Regions from separate parts of the Mus musculus genome. Here region 1 is linked to region 2. Evidence: chromatin contacts called from public promoter capture Hi-C data. All regions are on one chromosome and are shown on one strand. The core of a region is the stretch at or near the end of the contact, and the rest is flanking DNA. Distances in the headings are between cores, read along the strand shown. Region 1 overlaps Sptbn5 (spectrin beta, non-erythrocytic 5). Region 2 holds the start of Tyro3 (TYRO3 protein tyrosine kinase 3).

Region 1 (3,313 bases), core at 36-2,535, 250 kb before region 2:
GCATGTAGCCAGGTCACAGGGGCACAGGTATCCAGGGTCCACACTCTGGAGCAGGCCCAGGGGCCAGGAGTGCTGGGGGGGCACTAGGAAGGAGGAGTGGGTGTCTCCCTTCTGACATCTGGGCCCCCATCTTGTATTTTCAGGAGGCAAAGGGTGGTCATGTCACGGAGGCATCTGTGGAACAGCAGCCCCCCACAGAAGGGAGGCAGGTGCGTGCTAGCTCTAACTGCAGGCAACCATATTCAGCAACCATCCAGGCCTGCCACTGTGGCTTCTGGTAGACTCCTGTGTAACTTCCTGGGTGGTCTCAGAGAAGGCAATAGTTTCTACCCACAGAAGAGGAAAGGGGAAGAGAAGGGGCTTACCCCTACCTGCTTTGGTTGCCAGGTCAAGAACTTCCAACCTCTCGGTTGTCCTGTCTGAGCCCACCCTTGTTTCCTCTTCCCGGTGAAAACTGTGAGCAGTACTTTTCCTGAAAGAGTCTGAGGCCTGGCCTGGGGGCCCTTTTCCCTGTCTTCCCCACAGCCCAGAACCAGCTTCCCAACCAGCAGCCATGGGATCTTGGCAAGGGGAGCCTCGAGCCCATTCTCAGATATGAGGAAGGCAGAAGTGCCAAGTGGCACTGGGGTAAGAGCTCTCAGGCAATTAGAAGCATCTCAGGGGGATAGAAGATAGCTCCCATAGGGAAAAGCCAAGGGCCCCTGTGATCCCTGTACCTCATTGCTCCCCAGGAACTGGCTTACGTGTCCCCCCTTGTACCTGAGGAGACTGAATGTGAGAGGCTGGAGGACAGAAGGCAGACTTTCTTCCCAAGGTGAGGGTTATAGGCCTGGCCCGACAGCAAGCTTGGCTGGGGCTATAGGCAGAGGTCCAGCATGACAGGTCAGCTTAGAAGGCAGGCTGAGCATCTCTGAGTTCTGTTTGCAGTGTTGTCTGAAAAGCAGGCTGCAAGCTGGCAGCCAGCCTTGGGTAGCATGGCAGGTGGGCTGGAGGGGAAGGAAGGAGGGGCTGCTGGGGCCCAGGTTCCCAGTGTTATTGTACCTTACAGAGCTATGAGCTTTTACAGCCCATCTCTCTAGAAAGTGAGCCTTGCGGCTTTTCTCAATGAACTTACTACTCTGAGTGGCTTAAAAACTCGCCAGACACAGATAATCAGTAGCAGAGGTAAAGATTTTCCTGTCCTGTCCCCTTTGGAGTCTGTACCAACTCCCTACCTCCACCCCACCCCTTCTAGCCAGGGACTGTGTGGGCTCTGTTTCTTTTGGGACTCAAAGGCTGTGTTAACTCCAAATGCTGTCTTGATTGGTCTGGACTGTGGCCACGCCCAGGTCTATGTGCAGAAAGAATGTGCAGAACACACCCTTTGCCATTTGTGCCTGCCTCACGAGTCTGCTGGGTTCTCTGTGGAGTGGTGTGTGTGGGGGGGTTCCTCCCTGTTCCTTGGTCCTAGCTCCCTCCCTCACTGTCATCACCTCCCCTTGTTCCCACCTTTTTTCCAGAATCCCAAAGGAACCCTGGATTTTTCCACCTCCCTGCAGTGAGCTCTCAAGGAGTCTGCTTGGAAGTGTTGAGCGCTCACCCACACTGTAGCACCAGAGTAGAAAGGCAGACAAGGGCTGACTCAGCATGCATCTTAGTCCCTGAGCCAGGGACACAGCTTCTAGGAAGGAGCCGTCTTGGGCAACATGAACCTTACCCTCTGGTTCTACAGCCTAGAACCCAAGGTCAGGCTCCCAGCTGAGAGCAAGGACACTGTATCCAAGTGGGATACTGGTGGAATGGGTTTTTCTCTTTATCCCAAGATGCCAGGACTCAAGGCCCGCTCTGTTGAGTGGGCTTGTGAGACCCCCACATGGGAGACCCTGGCTCCCACACCTCAGAAAGCTGGAAGCCATCACACCAGCACTCTAAGGTGACAAGGCTCTCTTCCCCCATAGACTCCAGGAACATGCTATCACAGGGGCTCACTTCCCCCCCCCCCATCTCCCCACCTTCTACACCTACCCCTCAGAAGCTCCACATGCCATTACTGCTCTGGCCATCCCCCAGTCAAGAGTCTCTCTGGGTGACCACACACCCCTGGATGCTCCCCAAGTCCTCACTCTCAAACTTCTTTTCCTTGCTCTCTGAGACATCTGAGACAGTGCCTCTGCTCTTTAGCTCCATCCTGACTCCATCCTGTCTTGTCTCTGTTCCTGATTCCAGGGGGATACAGGGTCAAGGTGTCAGCATGTGCAGGCCAATGGCAAGAAGTATAAAGGCTAAGGGATTAGGCAGACTGAACGCAGGCTCTCCTTTGGCATGCTCAGCCTCACGTGGATCCTGGCTTCATGCTCAGCCACCTCAGCTATGCCTTTCCTATCTCCAAGCCAAGGGGCTTTGGGCCCTCTAAGAACTGGGGTAGGGTACTTGGGGCATCTCTAAGAATTGGGGTAGGGTACTTGGGGCATCTCTAAGAATTGGGGTAGGGTACTTGGGGCATCTAGATGAGGATGTGAATACCTCCCCCCCCCCCCACATACACCCAACACCAGTCCCCAGGTCCAGTCAAATACATCTGTCATATACATCTAGGCTGGCACTCAGCTATGTGCCTGAAGGCCCTCATGCTGTAACAGGTGATGGCCATGGTGACAGCCACAGCTGTGGTCCCTCTGCAAGCCTCCGGTGCTCCAGCTTGATTCTGATGCACAGGAGGAGGAACAGGACTTGTACTAGACGCACCAGTTTCTGGTGGTCCTGGGACTGACCTGAGGGCATGTACTTTACCACTGAGATTTAACTTTTTAAAAAAATATTTATTTATTTATTTATTTATGTATTATATGTAAGTACACTGTAGCCGTCTTCAGACACTCTAGAAGAGGGCATCAGATTTCATTACAGATGGTTGTGAGCCACCATGTGGTTGCTGTGATTTGAACTCAGGACCTTTGGAAGAGCAGTTGGCACTCTTAACCGCTGAGCCATCCCACCAGCCTGAGATTTAGCCTTTTAAGATTGATTTATTTTATGCATGTGAGTACATTGTTGCTATCTTCAGGCACACCAGAAGGTGGCATCAGATCCCATTACAGATGGTTGTGAGCCACCATGTGGTTGTTGGGAATTGTACTCAGGATCTCTGGAATAGCAGCCAGTGCTCTTAACCACTGAGCCATCTCTCCAGCCCCCCTTAGTTATCTTTTACTTGACAGCTAAATTGTGGCCTTGAACTCACTCTTGTAGCCCAGGCTGGCTTTGAACTTGTACTCTTCCTGACTTAGTCTCCTGCGTAGCTGGGATTAGAGACCTATGCCACCAGGTCCAGCTC
Region 2 (3,359 bases), core at 168-2,667:
GCAGAAGCCCCAAGACCCCGGAGCTACTGTGGCATCAACAGGGCCCACTTATTAAAATCTTACCCTCTTCAGGCAAGGGTAGACACACACAAACACACGCCCACACACACACACCCTCCTGGCATGTATTAAACAGATGGGCAGGTGAAGAATCTGCATAAAGGAAATCCAGACCTGTTCTTTCTGCTCCTTACTGTGTAACCCTAGGTAAATTCCTGGGCTCTCTGAGCATCTGATACGCACCTCGGAGCCTGCATATACTTTCCACTCTTTAGCTTCCTTTCCTTTCAAGGCTAATGTGGCAAAGAACTCAGTTTTTAAGAAATGCTTGTTGGATGGCTGCTGCCGGGGGAGGGGGGGGGCGCCTGTCTCTCTACCCTTCCCACTCACCCTCACAGGACAAGGAGACATAGCTTCACACCCCTCTGCACCCTGATGTGTGCGTGTGAACTTGAAGGCAAAGGTGCTGCCCTCCTGCCTCGGGGAAATGCCTCTGTGGCTGTGTGGCAACGTAAAGCTAATCTTCACAAGAAGCAGTAACCTTCACCCAACCCAAGCTACTCAACATTCGGGTTTCCGGGAGCGCCAAGGGCCACAGGAACTAGAGTACGGGCAGAGGTATTTTAGAATCCAGCACCTTCACAACCCTGGGTGCTCAAACCCAGATCCTGTAGTTTCAAAGTGGGACCTCGGGGGTGTGCGGAAGGCAGAATGGGTCCTTAGGACTGGGGAAAAGGGAGCAGACTACTAGGAACATAGAGGCGGGAAAATACAGTCCTAAGCACCCCCGACTGCCCACACCCCCCACTCCCTTCCTTTGCACCCAGCCAGCCCCGGGCGCGAGAAAGTTGGGGGCGGGGGCCGCGGCCGGAGGTCTGGCAGCCAACACCCGCTGCGTCCTAGTCTCGGCCTTCCAGCCCCGGCCACCGACCCCAACCTCTGGCCGGCCCAGGCCCGGGTCTCGCCCGCTGCCGTCCCCGGGCTGCGCCCCTCAGTCGTGCGGCTCAGCAGCCCCCCGCTTCCCGCCGCCTCCCGGGCCACCCCTACCTGCGGCCGCAGACCCGGGGAGCAGCAGAGAAGCCAGTCCCGCCAGCAGCAGCGGCCGGAGCCCCGGCCACCCCATGCTCCGCCTCAGCGCCATCGGCGGCGACGCCGCACCATGCCGGGCCCGGCCCGCGAGCGCAGAGAGGAGGGTGGCGGAGGAGGGGCGGGAGGCCCGCGGGAGGGGCGGGGGGCGGCGCTCGGCCCGGGCGTCCCGGACCCGCGGCCGCCTAGAGCCGCGGCCACCGCCGTCAGCAGCGAGGAGTCCCCGGGGCTGCGGCTGGGCCACCGCGCTCCTTCCACAGCCGCCGCCGCCGCCGCCGCTGATTCATGTTCTTCTGCGAGCCGCCGCCTCCTCCCGGCCCGCCCGCCCGCCCTCCGCGGAGCTCGTGCCGCCCTCCCCCTCCCCCGCGCAGCCCCGGTGGCGAGAGCCGAGCGCTAACCTCAGCCCTTACCGCCCGACCTCCCGCCCACCTCCAGAAGGCGCAGCGGGACCCGCGCCCTGGCCACTCCGCTGCCGCTGCGGAGGACCTGCCTCGCTCCCTGGACAGGCACCCGGCCACGCCCCTCCTTCCCCAAATACTTTCCAGTCTCCAGCGGGGCACCCCATCCTCTCCTCAGAACCCCTCTTGGAAGCTCCTGCCACACCCCAACACTGTTCTAAATCCTGACCTCAGACTCCGACACAGCCCTCTCAGAACACAAAGCACCTACTAGACACAGCAACCCTCAGGTGTCCCCAAGACGGCTGGAACAGCTCCCCGAGAAACTACTAGCATCCCTGTACCTCTTTGCTTGAGCTTTTCACCCAGTTTTTTTTTTCTTTTTCGATCTTTGTAGCCTACCTTTAATCGCCAAGTATTCTCCTATCGAAAGACCATTCTCCCCAGCCCATCTTCCCAGAGTGTTTTCCAGTTTGTCGTCCATCTAGAGTTTTCCAAGATCTGTTTCGTAATTCTTAGGTGTCCATCCCCACTGCTAGCCTACGAAGGCCAAAGCAAAATCACCGTGATTTTCGAGGGTATCATTCTTCTTTCTTGCTTCCTCTTTCCACCCCTCCACTTCTGGGACATAGTGTGAACATTGGCATTGTCTTCATACTAGCTAGTGAAACATCTGCTATTATTAGTAGACCACCTTGCGCACAGTAGGCACTCCATAAATAAATAGGCAGATCCTTGTTAAAAGAATGAATAATTGCCTGCTCCACAACCAGTAATCACTGGAGGTGGCCTGCCCACAGACATCCTGTCAGGAAGATGCAGAGCTGGTTCCAAATCGCACCTGCCAAGTCCTCCTCTTGTCCTCACCTCTTCTTGGCCCCTGGAGGACAACCCACAACAGGCGCTTTCCAGGGGTCCTGGATGGGGAGAAAGAACTAGCCAGTGAGACGTCCCATACTCACTGGATCTTTCCAGGGATTCTCCTGAGCAGCAGGAGCCTCCCTCTTCCTCCACTTGGCCCACCAGTGCTTGTTTATTAATTATCTTAATGATAACAGCAGTGCTGGCGGCAGCCGCAGACCCAGCTGGGGGCGCCCCCAGGCGGCAGGATAGGAAGACTCTTGGCAAGTCTGGTCAACAGTTGGATCGGAGGGGCCTGACTTCCTGCTGAGCGCTCTGCCAATTTTCTTGGGAACTCTAGGATGGCTCCAGGACGCTTTCCTGAAGGGGGAAAAAAGAAAAGAAAAGCACACAAGCTTGCTCTTTTCCAGAGCTTTGGAATTTTGAGTGTCAGACAGTCTGGAACGGAAGCCAGAACTGTTCTACGCTGTCTCCAGTAAAGGGGACCCTTCTCTTTATTTCAATTAACCTGGCACAGAGTATTCCCGGAAGATGTTCAATCTAGAGACCAAACACAGCTTCTACTTCCTGTTCTTCACTCCTGAGCTGATATGGAATTCTAGCCCAAGGGTTTATACTTTGTTATCAGTTAAACTGGCTCCTTAGGCAAGTCATGGAGGTGGCTTTCCGCATTCTAACTAAGCCTGAGACACATCACCATCCTGCTAGAAAATATGTCTGCTTTCCCTGAAGGGAAATCCCACCTCACTTTCCCCGAAGGACATCCTGGTTCCATGTTATCTTCCTAATTTCATTTCAGTATCCGCCCTGGCTCTCAGTATTTCTACTTACAGGGCCAAAGTGGCAGGCAGAAACCTGTGGGGTGCTGATCTGCCTTGCCTTTTTATCTGCTATACAGGAGTGGTTCGTTTCTTAGTTCTTAAACCCACTCAGCGCCTCTCTCTCTCTCTCTCTCTCTCTCTCTCTCTCTCTCTCTCTCTCTCTCTCCTCTCTCCTCTCTCCTCTCTCGGCATA

Evidence for each region. Promoter capture Hi-C pulls out the DNA fragments that hold promoters and counts their contacts.
Region 1: a contact with region 2 is called in a promoter capture Hi-C map of embryonic stem cells, with 2.8 times the contacts expected there. The contact joins the enhancer-like site here to the promoter of Tyro3 in region 2. A contact is called at or near these places in 4 of 39 promoter capture datasets (embryonic stem cells, erythroid cells, liver and 1 more), 1 of 484 Hi-C or Micro-C datasets (erythroblasts), 2 of 115 datasets of contacts at active chromatin or transcription factors (embryonic stem cells and large pre-B cells) and 4 of 9 other capture datasets (adipose tissue, embryonic stem cells, macrophages and 1 more).

Annotation. Positions count from the first base shown.
Region 1 is chr2:120,042,498-120,045,810 of GRCm38.p6, reverse strand. Sptbn5 (spectrin beta, non-erythrocytic 5) reads left to right here. Exons shown (of 67, transcript NM_001370938.1): 64 at 144-209; 65 at 526-627; 66 at 732-814. It overlaps Pla2g4b (phospholipase A2, group IVB (cytosolic)), which reads right to left. Exons shown (of 20, transcript NM_145378.4): 20 at 2,778-3,313. Gm28042 (predicted gene, 28042) reads right to left here. Exons shown (of 27, transcript NR_104353.1): 27 at 2,778-3,313. Among named protein-coding and RNA genes, the nearest start is that of Gm52559, 6.4 kb to the left of the region's middle. Within about 2 kb of position 1,285, at least 59 of the 459 cell types and tissues checked have an H3K27ac peak or open chromatin away from gene starts, as enhancers often do. A contact at or near this core is called in embryonic stem cells, where this site is marked.
Region 2 is chr2:119,797,572-119,800,930 of GRCm38.p6, reverse strand. Tyro3 (TYRO3 protein tyrosine kinase 3) reads right to left here and starts at 1,417. Exons shown (of 19, transcript NM_019392.2): 1 at 1,048-1,417. The coding sequence starts at 1,141.